Linked DNA regions of Gossypium hirsutum: region 2 is linked to region 1. A link is a contact called in public Hi-C data. All regions are on one chromosome and are shown on one strand. Each heading gives the region's core, a stretch centred on a gene start, on an enhancer-like site or on the middle of the called end of the contact. The rest is flanking DNA. Distances are from core to core; before and after follow the strand shown.

Region 1 (6,642 bases), core at 3,461-5,960:
TATTTTTTAGATTTTGAAATTATAAATTCAAATTCAATATTTAATCATGAGGCTATAAATTTTAAAGTGTGCACGAATTTTATAATTAGAATTTAATTTAAAAAATAAAAATACTAATTTTATTTTATTTTATTTTTAAAATTGATTCAAGTTTAAGAATTTCATGTTAACATTTTGTATTCAATAATTTTATGAACCACCTCATCAAATTTCGTATAATACTAAATCTTGCGTAATTATCTGGGAATATAAACATATATACATCATAAATATATGTATAAACATGAGATCAAGTATTTAATTAAACCACACTCCGAGGACTCCAAAACCTAGATTCAACCAGAACATCATTTAATCAATTAACCCTTAAACCCTAACACTAACCCTTAAAACCTTGAACATTAAGACCCTAAACCCTAAACACTTTAAAATAGTACCAAACCCCAAATAACAAACTAATTTAAAACACTATACCCTAAACCCAAGATAACAAACTCGGCCCACACCATAAACTTAACATACTATACCATTGAACCCTAAACCATAAACTTAAAATATATTCTACCATTAAACCCTAAACCATAGGCCTTAAACATTAAATATTAAACCCTAAACCCACAAATAAATTTAATCAATATTAAGTACTGCTTCCACAATATATTATAAACATAAGCTTTTACATTAATATCTATGTATATACACATCAACATCCATATGATTTTTTTAGAGGGTTTAGGGTTTTAGAGTTTATGGATTAGTGTTTATGGTTTATGTTTTAGAATTTAGGGTTTAGGGTTTAATGTTTAAGATTTAAAGGTTTACAGAAAGCCATACAACGTTGATTTTAACAGCTTGGTAACTTAAATGAAAACTTCTAAATAGTTTAGTTATCAATTTGTAACTTTTCATAATTAAGAAACTAAAATGAAACTTTCTCATAGCTAAGTGATGAATAGTGTAGTTTATATTTTTTATAAAGTTAGTTTCAAATACCAAAATAATTAAATCGAATTCAAAACAAAAATAAGAAAATAATATGAAAATTAAATCAGATCAAATTAAAACGAGTGTCGGTTACCCTACTCAAAAATGGCTGCTCAACTTTTTGTGGCGTTTGGACCAAAAACGCCGCTATTGATCAGTTTTAGTGGCGTTTGGACCAAAAACGCTGCTGTTGCTCAGTTTTTAGTGGCATTTTATGTAAAAACGCTGCTATTGATCAGTTTTTAGTGGCGTTTAGGCAAAAAATGCAGCTATTGATCAGTTTTTAGTGGCGTTTGGGCCAAAAAACGCCGCTATTGATCAGTTTTTAGTGGCGTTTGGACAAAAATGCTGCTATTCATAAGTTTTTAGTGGCGTTTGGGCTAAAAACGCCGCAATTGATCAGTTTTTAGTGGCGCTTGGCCAAAAACGCCGCTATTGATCAGTTTTTAGTGGCGTTTGGGCTAAAAACGCGACTATTGATAAGTTTTAGTGGCGTTTTGGCCAAAAACGCCGCTATTGATTAGTTTTTAGTGGCGTTTTGGCCAAAAACGCTGCTTTTGTTCAGTTTTTTGCGGCGTTTTTAATTAAACCCCTTATTTCTCTGGAGTGATATAACCTCACATGTATTAAATGTATATATATAAGCTCAATATAAACTCACATGCAACCAAATACACATGTTCAATATAAATTCACATGTAACCGAATACTCAAGTTTGATATAAGCTTACTTGTACTTACCTGTTTGGTAGAACATATACAATGTTTTATAGCTTAATTTCACTTGTTCAATATCCACAATATCTTAAACTCTTGTAATCATAAACTTGAGAACAATTCACCGGTATAAAACTTGCTAGGCATAAGCCTGATTCAACACCGGCACAAGGCCTGCTAGACCCAAGGTCTGAAATTCATTCACCGGCACTAAGCCTACTAGGCACGAAGCCCGAACAAAGTCACCAGCACAAGGCTTGCTAGGCTCAAAACCCGAACATCACAAACATATAATCATTCCACAACATTTCACATATATCGTATTGTATAATATTTCATGCATCACATACACATTTTCTAAAGTTTTGATATCATTCAAATACAACTTAATCACATTAATTCATTGACATATCTCATTCGGCTATCAAACTAATACATTATAAAATTCGTATCATCATAGTAAATCATTCTATGTTCAAAATAAACCATGCTTAATTACTTAAAGACTTACCTTGGATATCGACGAGCGTTACGAATCGACTATTCAACTATTTTTGTTTTTCCCCGATCCAAGTCCGATTTCCTTTGTTCTTGATCTATATAATTTCAAATTAACCTCATTTAAACACAATTTCATTCAATTTAATCCAACAACACATAAATGGTCAAATTATCATTTTACCCCTGATATTTCATATTTTTACTATTTAGTCCGAATTGCACAAAACACAAAATACACCAAAACTCACAAAAACATAATTGAGCCGAATTTTCAACATACTCGTACTAGTCCATATATTTCATATTTTAGTCCCTAAATTTATTATTTTTGCAATTTTATCCTAATAACTCAAAGTCATCAAAAACTTCAATACAAAGTATGTTAATTTAAAATATATTTTTAATATTTCATCATCAAACATCACAAAACACAAATATTCATTAATGTCATAATACAAAATATTCACCAAAATAAAAAATTCAAACATGGATCGAGTAGTATTCGAAACAACGATATCAAAAACGTAAAAATCATTAAAAACCGAACAAAAACTAACCTTGAATTAAACTTCCAAAGTGCCGAATACCCTAAGCTATATTTTCTTTCTTTCTTTCTCAAGTTTCGGCAAGAACAAAGTAATATGCATGGCTTTCTATTATTATTATTATTATTATTATTAGTATTAGTATTATATGTTAACATTTAACATATTTTACTTATTTAACCTTAATAAAATAATATCATAAACACATACATTATGGGTATATTCGACCATAACTAAAATAAAGGATTATTTGCAACATAAACACTCCGTCTTAAAAAGTCATTATCAATTCAACCTTTATAATTTAGACTATCGAATTTTCAACTTATACAATTAAGTCTTTTTATCAAATTAAGCACACAAACAATCAAATTTTTGTACGAAATTTTCACATATGCAAATTCATATATAATAAACACGAAAAATAATATTTAAATATTTTTTTGACTCAAATTCGTAGTATTGAAATTACCGTTCCGATTAGGATCTAGATCAGACTGTTACAGAACCCACCATTGATTACCACTAATTGGATTTGAATATTGAATATGTATTTTATATGATTAGATAAGAATTTGAAATAGATTGATCTTCCTTGCTGAAACCTCAATCTCAAATCTCAAATCGTAATCAACGAGTAAACAACTCAACTCAAAAATTGGAATATTGGTTTCAAACAGAATGCAACACTTTTCAAAGCAAAAACACCGAATAACAGCTTGATTTTATTCCTGAATAAACATCCCATGGATGATAACCAAGATTCTAACATGGTCATATCCATTGTACAGGTCCTTAGCTTGAAAGTAAAGCTAGCCCAAGAACCACACGATGATAAAGGGTATGAGAATTATCTAATAATGGGAAGAAATCTTAAGATTGAGTGATTTGTTGATCCATGCCTTCCAATTCCCACTTCCTTTCCCAGTAATTGAGTTTGCTGATCTTCCATCATCTTCCATTTTCTCATTGCTTGGCTTCCTGCACAAAATGAAATTCCTTGCCCCTTGTGATCCAATTGTCTCCCATGGATTCAGTGCTGCAATTACAATACAATAACCCAACAACATGAGTTATATTAATTAGAAACCCGGTGATTTTGACTTGTACAACTTCACCAAAAAAATAGAGGGAAACTTTCATTCGTATGATTGAAGTGAAATTAATGACGAAATTTCATGAGATAGATCAAGAGGGATCTCAATCGACTTACCATCTGATCCAGCACTGGGGCAATAAAGGAAGAAATCACTGATAGCGGATCCCAGAACCGGGCGCCGACCTTCACGAGCATAGGCTTTCAAAGCAGTATCGATAACAGAAGAAACCAGCTCTTCTTCGTTAACAACGAAACGGATCGGCCCAGCACTTCCCAAAACAGTGATGCTAACCAACAGCCTGTTGCCCTTAGGACCCTGGCTCTTCTTCTGCTTGTAAAGCACCATTTTTTTTAATCAAAATAAAACAATCAAATGAGCGAATATTTCACCAAAAAACCGAGATTTGAAAAAAAACAAAAAAAGAAAAACAGAAACAATGGGTTTATTTTGTTTTTCTTAGATTTTAAAGAAATCTGGGTTATGGGCGGAGATTGCAAGGGATTTGTGGGTCAAGGCCAAGGCAGCGGTAATACCAGCCAGCTTTACAAGAACCAAATGCGAAAACAGAGACTGCAGAAACGGAGAAAAGGGTGCTCGCCCTCGATTTACAAAGGGAGAGCATGAAATTACTAGAAATCCGAATTGTTTCCACCATTCACAAAAATTCGTCTTGAATCTAAAAAAATAAAGAAGAAAAAGACAAACAAGTTCCGGGTGTTGCAGAATTGGTGAAAAAGGAAGGGAATTTGCGGGGTTAGGAAAAAGAAGAGACAGGCTATTGAGTCTTTTGAGAGTTTTGAGAGGATATTTATATAAGAAAAGAAGGAGGGCGCATTAATGGCTGTGATTTTTATGACCCCCCAAAAAGTTCTGATTTTGGTACCAATATATTAGAAATCTAGAATTCGATTTTGGGACTAGGGGCTGCTAATTTACGCCCACCAACCCCTTCATACATTGCATGACACGTGGCTCCTCATTAACCTTCTTTTAGTTTTAGTTTGTTTCTATTTTCGGTAAACTTCTTTACTAGGGTTTTTTACCCAACTGGATTAAAAAAAATTTAAAACACTAAAATAGGGTATCAGATATACTATTTACGAAAATAGGTTATTTTTTGGGTTGAGTCTACCTGACAGGCGCGACTCATTTTTTTAATAATATATATATATTTAAATATTATAATTTTATTATATTTTAATAATTTTTAAATTTTTAAAATTCAATCGGGTCAAAACCGGGCCGAGCCAGACCTAGAGGCGCGACCATTCGCTCCTGCTGCACGGGCACGACTGCCCTGCAGCCTGCCACGTGTCCCTGCCCCCCACCGCCCGGCCCTGCACTTTCCCATACCACCTGCAAAGAGAGAAAAGAAATTTTTTTTATTAAGTTTAATAATTATTTAATATTATTATTTTAATAATGTTATTAATTTATTATTTTTTATACTTAAAATTTTTAATAATTTTGAAATTAAGTTTCATAATTTTTTAATATTATTATTTGAATAATTCTGAAATTATGTTTAATAATTTTTTAATATTATTATTTTAATAATGTTATTAATTTATTATTTTTTATGCTTAAATTTTTTAATAATTTTGAAATTAAGTTTAATAATTTTTAATATTATTATTTTAATAATTTTGATAATTTATTATTTTTTATGCTTCGATTTTTTAATATTTTTAAAATTAAGTCTAATAATTTTTTAGTATTATTAATTTAATAAATTTTTATTGGAAAAAATACGAGTTGTGCCATTAGGCGTTCTGGTGTGCCATGGAGATCCGTTTACTGTATACATCGAGATTATAAGAACACAGATTGGAAACGACAAGTTGTGAAAATGGGTAAAAAATAACCTTATCCTTTCAATATATTACAAAACCCCTTAAAATTGATGGTTTGATGGTGTGGTTCTAGGGATATATCTTTGTGGAGCTCGACGTTCACGTTGTGGGCGACTACGACGATCAACGTTCTCTTCATCCATAGGTAGGGGTGTAGAGAACGTCTCACATGCCACTGATGAACTCGAGCCGGGTGGAGTAGAGAACGGCGCTGGATATAGGCCGGGAGGAGTAGAGTATGGTGGTGGATATGAGCTGGAAGGAGTAGAGTACAGATGTGGCAGTGGGCTGAAGATATCAAAATCTGAATAATATCCCTAGGCTGAAGAGCCCGGGAAATAGTCATCGGCCCCCAAATCTGGATGATAAGAACTACTCCCGGAGTGTAGCTCCTGTTCTGGCCCCCGTTCTAGGTCTGGCACTGCCTCCGGCTCCGGCTCTGGGTCTGGATCCGGAGCTGGTGCATGATGCGGATCTGGAAAATATTGCCCAATCCGTGTCGTATGAGGGGGGACTACCATCGACCGCCCACCAAATAAAAATGGTTTCCCCTTCTCATAGTACCACTGTAGGTACTGTGTCAAGGGCCGCAGATCCAAACAACGATCTATCGGAGGTATCCTGCCAAACCGGTTGTTCCACATCGTAACATACTCTTCATGCACATCTCCCTAATCTGCCCAATGCATCCTCCTCCTAGTCATACCATGGAGCTTTGTAGGCAATCGTACTGGTTGTGTTGGGATATATTGTACACAACCGTACTGTCGGAGTACTCGATCGCCATGATACTACTCCACCGTCTGAAAATGGATAAGGGGTGCGCTAATGCATAATAAGTTTGAGTGGACGTAGGCATGCGAGGGAATAACGGTCATAATCTTAGGAACAGAATACGACATCCAAATGAACTGCACAGTTAATAACATTTTCATATTAACG
Region 2 (6,089 bases), core at 915-3,414, 140 kb before region 1:
TGTTGAACCTTGAAACTCTTTTTTGAGGATCTGTCATATGTCTTGAGAAGTAGTTGCTGTAAAAATCCGAGAGAAAATATCATTTGTACCTGCTTGTTGAAGAAAGAACAAAGGTCGTGTGTATTTCTTTCTGCTCTTTCGAAGTCTTTGTTGATCATCTGGGGTCATTATACTCACTTTATACCAGCTCCCAAAGTTCTTGAGACATAAACGAAGTCCTTATATCTTGATGCTCCAAAATTCGAAGTTCTCTCTTTTGAACAAAGGAATAAAAGGCTGCGATGAAGTTACAGTACCACTGACTATCAGCATTAGGTTTGCCTGAACCACTCACATTGAATTTCTCTTTTATTTCACTCTCTCCCACTTAGTAAAACAAACTTAGCTTTGATATCAAAACATATTGATAAAAACAAAGATAAAATATGCTAAAAAGAAGATAAAAATAAAACTTGGATTGAAAACTAGAAGCGAAGAGAAAGTGAAGTTGACTATTTTTTGATACATGAAAAAGAACTTAACACAACCTTTTATAAGCTGTACAAGTGGCTAAAAAAAGGAAAACCGAAAGAGCTAAAAATCTGCGTAATGGTGGATATATTATTAACAACACCTAGTTAAAATATAGGAACAAACTGGACAAACAAAAGGCTAATTCCATTGGCTACTAACTATTGATTTCTAATCATTCTCAACATTTGCAACGATCGGATCTCACAGGAGTGAAATACAGAGGTCTGACATATCACACAAAAATGTTTCTAATCCGACTATGGTTGATATCCAAGATTATGGAACTGTAACAAGATTTAAAAATAAAAAAAGGCGAGATTCATACAAGTTTTTGTTGAGCTAGAGTCCTTACAAAAACTAGAAAATGCTTTGTGGAAATAGCAGGGGATTTTATGAGACAAATGTTGTTAGGGAAATTTTTAAAATTGAAGGAGTCTTTGATATTGATGCTAAAAAAAATTTGGTAAGTATATCCTAATCATCTTTGCAAAGGACAAAAAGAGAAGGATGTTGAAGACCATGAACTGGTTTGTCACCATTGTTGAATGGTCTAAAGACTACTTGACTGCAAAGGGAGCAACTTGGATTTTTTATTGACTCCCTCTGCATGTTTTCAAATGTGGCAATACTTTGAAGGCTGAGGATTTCAACTGCGGGAAGATGCTAATTTTGATTCATCAGTTAGAAGATGAGTTGAAATGCAAATTTTGGGGGGGGAAGCTATTTGGTTAGGGTGATAGAGGCTATTTCTGATTCCGATGATATTGCAACCATCAGATAGAGATGATTAGTGGTGAATCGAGGGACCTCGAAGGAAAGCGACGAGTTGTTTGAGTCTGGGTTGGAGTTGGACAATGCATTAAATGTGCATGAAGAGAATGTTAGGAATGTGTTGTTGAAAGAAAATTTGATACTCTAGGTGTCAAAAGGCGGACAAGATTATTAATGATTGCTTGGTTAAGCCAAACTAAGAGATCTCAATGGGCATATTGCCCCAACCATTGCAGTAGATTCTTTTAGTCCTAATGTGGTGGGCCCTCTCATGAAAAGTTTATATATTAATTTTTAAAACTGAAAGAAAACACCAACCCACCATGTGTAGAATAACTTTAAAGAAATTTACTTTTTGTTAATGGTTTATTAGAAAATATTTATTTATGAAATTGTTAATTTTAATTTTGAATTAAATTAAAACATTTGCAAAATAAAATAAAATTTAGAAAGTAATATGCAATCATTTTCCCCTTTGTTAGCTTAAAATAAAATAAAATTGTTTTGACTATTATTGTTTTTCATTGACGTGTTTGATAAGGAAGATGTTGAAATGAAAAATGAAAATAAAAAAATATATATTTAAAAAGACATAATTTTAAATCAGGTTATATTTTTCCAGATTTCCTCGATTAATCTTATAATTCCTATTTTTTAAAAAAAACTTATTTCTACGCATCATAATTAATACTATCATCTCTTTTAATTTTTTATAAAACACACTGTTGTTGTTGTCTTCGTTTTTTCACCCCGTCATTTCCGTCGCCATTAGAGTTACAAGTTAAGGTGGTGGGATTTTCGGAATCCAATACGGCAATCATCGCATTCTTGCCAACTAACTGTTGATGCAGAGCCATTTTAATGGCCGAAAGCTTGGATAGCTTGAAATGAAATCCATATTTTCAGGTCCCACAAACATTACATACCATTGCCATCTCTTAGAGAAAATAATATATTAACAGCGGTCAAATCAAGATCTGGCATTCTTGTAAATCTAAAATAAAACAAGACCAAAATAGTAGTCAGGAGGGTACGAATTTATTAAAGCAGGCAAACCGCCTTCCGACTACATCGCGAATTCCCAAAAAATTCCCCCTCTTCACTGCACAACGTTAAAACCTTAGCCATGAAATCCCTCCCCTCCATCTCCATGCACTTTCTAACCCTCCTCTTCTTCTTTCTCCACCCAATCCCAACCCTTGGTTCCACCGGCTACGACACCAGCCCCACCGATTACATCCGTACAAGCTGCTCTGCCACATTGTATCCTGTCCTTTGCTACACTTCCCTATCTGGTTACGCCAATCCGGTCCAGCAAGACCCAGCTCCTCTAGCTCGCATCGCCATTGGTGTCAGCCTCTCCAAGGCCCGTCACATAGCATCTTATGTCTCTAACCTCACCCGTGAAACAGCCTACGGCGCTGACCCACAAGCCAGCGCCGCCTTACACGACTGTATTTCCAACATGGACGATGCCGTGGATGAAATCCATGGTTCGTTAAGGCAAATGCGACGGCTGGTAGCCCCGGGTTCGGAGTCTTTCAGGTTCCAAATGGGGAACGTTCAGACGTGGATGAGCGCGGCTTTGACGGACGAAGAGACATGTACAGACGGGTTCGAAGATGTGAAGGAGGGGCCATTGAAAACGGAGGTGTACGAGAGGGCGGTGGAAGTGAAGAAGCTTACGAGCAATGCTTTGGCGTTGGTTAATAGTTATGCAGAAAAGGGTGAGTAAAAAACCCAAAAGAAAAATGTATAATTTTTTATCAACTAAGGAATATTGTTAAAAACTTTGTTTAAGTTGTTTCGTGAGTGAAATCTAAAAAGCTGTATCTCTTTCGTTTGTAAATGGAGCAAAGTTTACGGAGTTAACTTAGCAGTCCATTTTCTTCTCGTGTTGACTACGTAAAGGTGAGCTTCCTTAAGTAATTTTTAGGTTTCATTCGACTACAATCCACTTCTGCTTTTAAATTTTATTACTTTGGCTTATTTATAATTCGGCTCATTTGATTAGGTTTTTCTACTTCAATTTTCATAATCGTGTTATTATTATTAGAGTAAAATCCGTGTAATTTGATATATAAATTTTGATTTGATACAATTATACATATTAATTTATAGGAAATTTTAAGTTTAATTCAATTAATTTACACATTTAAAGAAATAAATATATCATCTTAATTTTATATTGGATAAATATAATTATTTATGAATGTCATATATAAATATGAAATGATGTTATATCAATAATTGTATTAATAGTTTCCCTCAGTTAGGTTAAATCAAAATTTCATGTTAAATTTTGAGATTGATAAATTACACCACTAGCCATCCAATTATTAGTAAATTTCTTTTTTGGTCACCCAACTATGAAAAAGGAAATGAGTGACCAAAATGAAAAAGTATTAAAGCTGGGCGACTAAAATTAGTGTATAATAACATTAAATTAAAGGTGGTTGACTTAAATAAAAATATTTTGTAATGGCAATGCCTAAATGCAAATTTTCTCGGTGACCAAGGCCATAGCTAGAGGCTGGCAGGGGCCTCGACCCCCATAAAATAAAAAATTTTCCATTTAGGTCCTCTAAAAATTTTAAGATTTTAAATTAGTAAAGGTCAAAATTACACTTTATCCCCCTAAAAAATAATAAAAATTTGATTTAATCATTTAAAAATTATAAAGATATATGCTATTAAAATGATGATATTACATTTTTACTATCATAAAAATTACAATTTAATTTCAATCCCCCCTAAAAATATTTTCTAACTTCGCCCCTTTTGGTGACCAAAATAAAAACTTATGAAAGTTGAGTGATTAACTATATAATTTACCCATTAAATTAATATAATAATCAATTGTCCTTGATTTTAAAAGAATAATAACATATGAATTAAAGTAGAATGGTACATTTAGAGCCATTTATTTTTAGTAAATCACTTTATGCGGAAGTTGAAATTTTGTATAAGCAAATGCCATTTTAGGTGAGTCTCTTAGTAGATGTTGGATCATCATGAAGAGGACATAAAAATATTTTCATAATATATGGCACAAATGACTAATAAATTTCAAAATTTATATAATCCATATTTAAGAAACCTAAACAAAGTTATGAACCAAGTCAAATACAAAAATCTGGAAGTCTATAAAAGATCGTCAAACTCATAATGTTATTAGTGAAATCTTTGATAAAAGTGGTTGCATAAATTACAATGCTGTAATTCATCCCAAATGTGTTTGGTATAGCACAGCTAAGCAGCACCTCATCCAGAAAAAAATATATTAATTTAGCCCCAACTATTGGCAATTTTGATCTCGTTTTTTTTATAGAGCTTCGACACAATTATTTGCCACTGAAGAACAAAGATTCTGCTCAACAAAACCATGTGTTGGTTTATGCTATATAGAAAAATAAAAGAAGAATATTTTTTGCCTTTATTTATTTATTTATTTTTACGGAAAAGATAAAATCACATCTTTATGATATCTAATCAACCTCAAACTAAAATTGTCTCGATGAGATTACATTGTATGAAGCAATATCATTATTACATGATATGAGAATAATTTCTCTTTCTTTATTAATTCATTCATTCTTTTTATTCTTTGATATTTCTTGCCTCATTGTGCCCTAAGAATCTTATAGTCATGTTGATTAATTACTCCATACCCACAAGTGCAAAAATACTCCAAACCTTCTCTCTCTATATATATATCCAATGCAATAACAAACTCTTGACAAAAGGATCACCAAAATCCACGACAAGACACTAGAAGATCACTCTCCAAGGACCAAATGAACCCAAAAGGCACTGCATAAGTTCAGTATCACAATTCGCATGGCAGAAATGCACAACCTCAGAAAACGTGATGGAGCAAACGCACTACCGTATAAATTTGCACCAAACAATAGAACCTGCTTAAAAAATAATAATCCATGTCATCCTAGCCGAAGCTCTGAACAACATGAATTTGTAGCTACAATCATGATATCAATTGGAACAAATATTTGTCATGTCGTTTGCTTACACCGTTTGAAGAGACGTCAAAACTAGTATGCCAATAGAGAAAACATAAAAGAAACCTTAAGTACCATAACCCAATTAATAAGGAAATCATCACGATATTTCTCCACCGTTCACTCCCGGACCTCCATATCCAACCACCTCAAATGATTACTATAACAGAACCATCAAGTTCCACCATTAACGAAATCACACCAAAGATAAGCAACCATTCACAATGAGAAGAATCTATGAAGCACCTCTCATTAGAAGCATCAGATTAGCAATAATTGATGCAAAAGAAGACAAATCAAATCCCCTTCTAACCCACCAACTCACCTGTTGGAAATTGGTTTTATGAAACTTCTCTAATGGCATTGTTATTGGATTTTATGGTTGAATTAGCAAGATCGGTTTTATACAACTTAAATACCAATTATATGTGAATGAGAACTTGTTCTGAAAGAACCGTGGAAACAAATTACAAGCTTGTATTGTGATTTGAGCTATGAGCTCGTGAGGATGAATTCAGTTAATTATGGGAGTATTTAAATAAAAAGAAGTAAAATGTATCATATAGATAATGATATGAACTCCATGTCTCTAAGGAATTAAGAAGCAGAACATAAAAAAACATCAATCTTTCAAGTGGTCCTATTAATAGAAGTAAAGCTCCAACACATTTGTTCAAGAATTCATTTCTGACCATTTTGAAGAACCCATGATCTAAAAACTCCTTGGATCAATTTTGGAGAATTAACTAAGAGTCCAACAAGATATAGGACTTTAGTGAATGGCAT

Evidence for each region. A called contact is a pair of places that touch in the nucleus more often than the background predicts.
Region 2: a contact with region 1 is called in a Hi-C map of hypocotyl, with 2.2 times the contacts expected there. The contact joins the promoter of LOC107900421 here to the promoter of LOC107934495 in region 1. A contact is called at or near these places in 9 of 34 Hi-C or Micro-C datasets (callus, hypocotyl and leaf).

Annotation. Positions count from the first base shown.
Region 1 is chrA12:91,879,910-91,886,551 of Gossypium_hirsutum_v2.1, reverse strand. It overlaps LOC107934495, which reads right to left and starts at 4,710. Exons shown (of 2, transcript XM_016866939.2): 1 at 3,961-4,710; 2 at 3,438-3,786. The coding sequence starts at 4,192. The coding sequence ends at 3,602.
Region 2 is chrA12:92,020,469-92,026,557 of Gossypium_hirsutum_v2.1, reverse strand. LOC107900421 (21 kDa protein) reads left to right here and starts at 2,164. Exons shown (of 1, transcript XM_016826026.2): 1 at 2,164-3,307. The coding sequence starts at 2,411. The coding sequence ends at 3,019.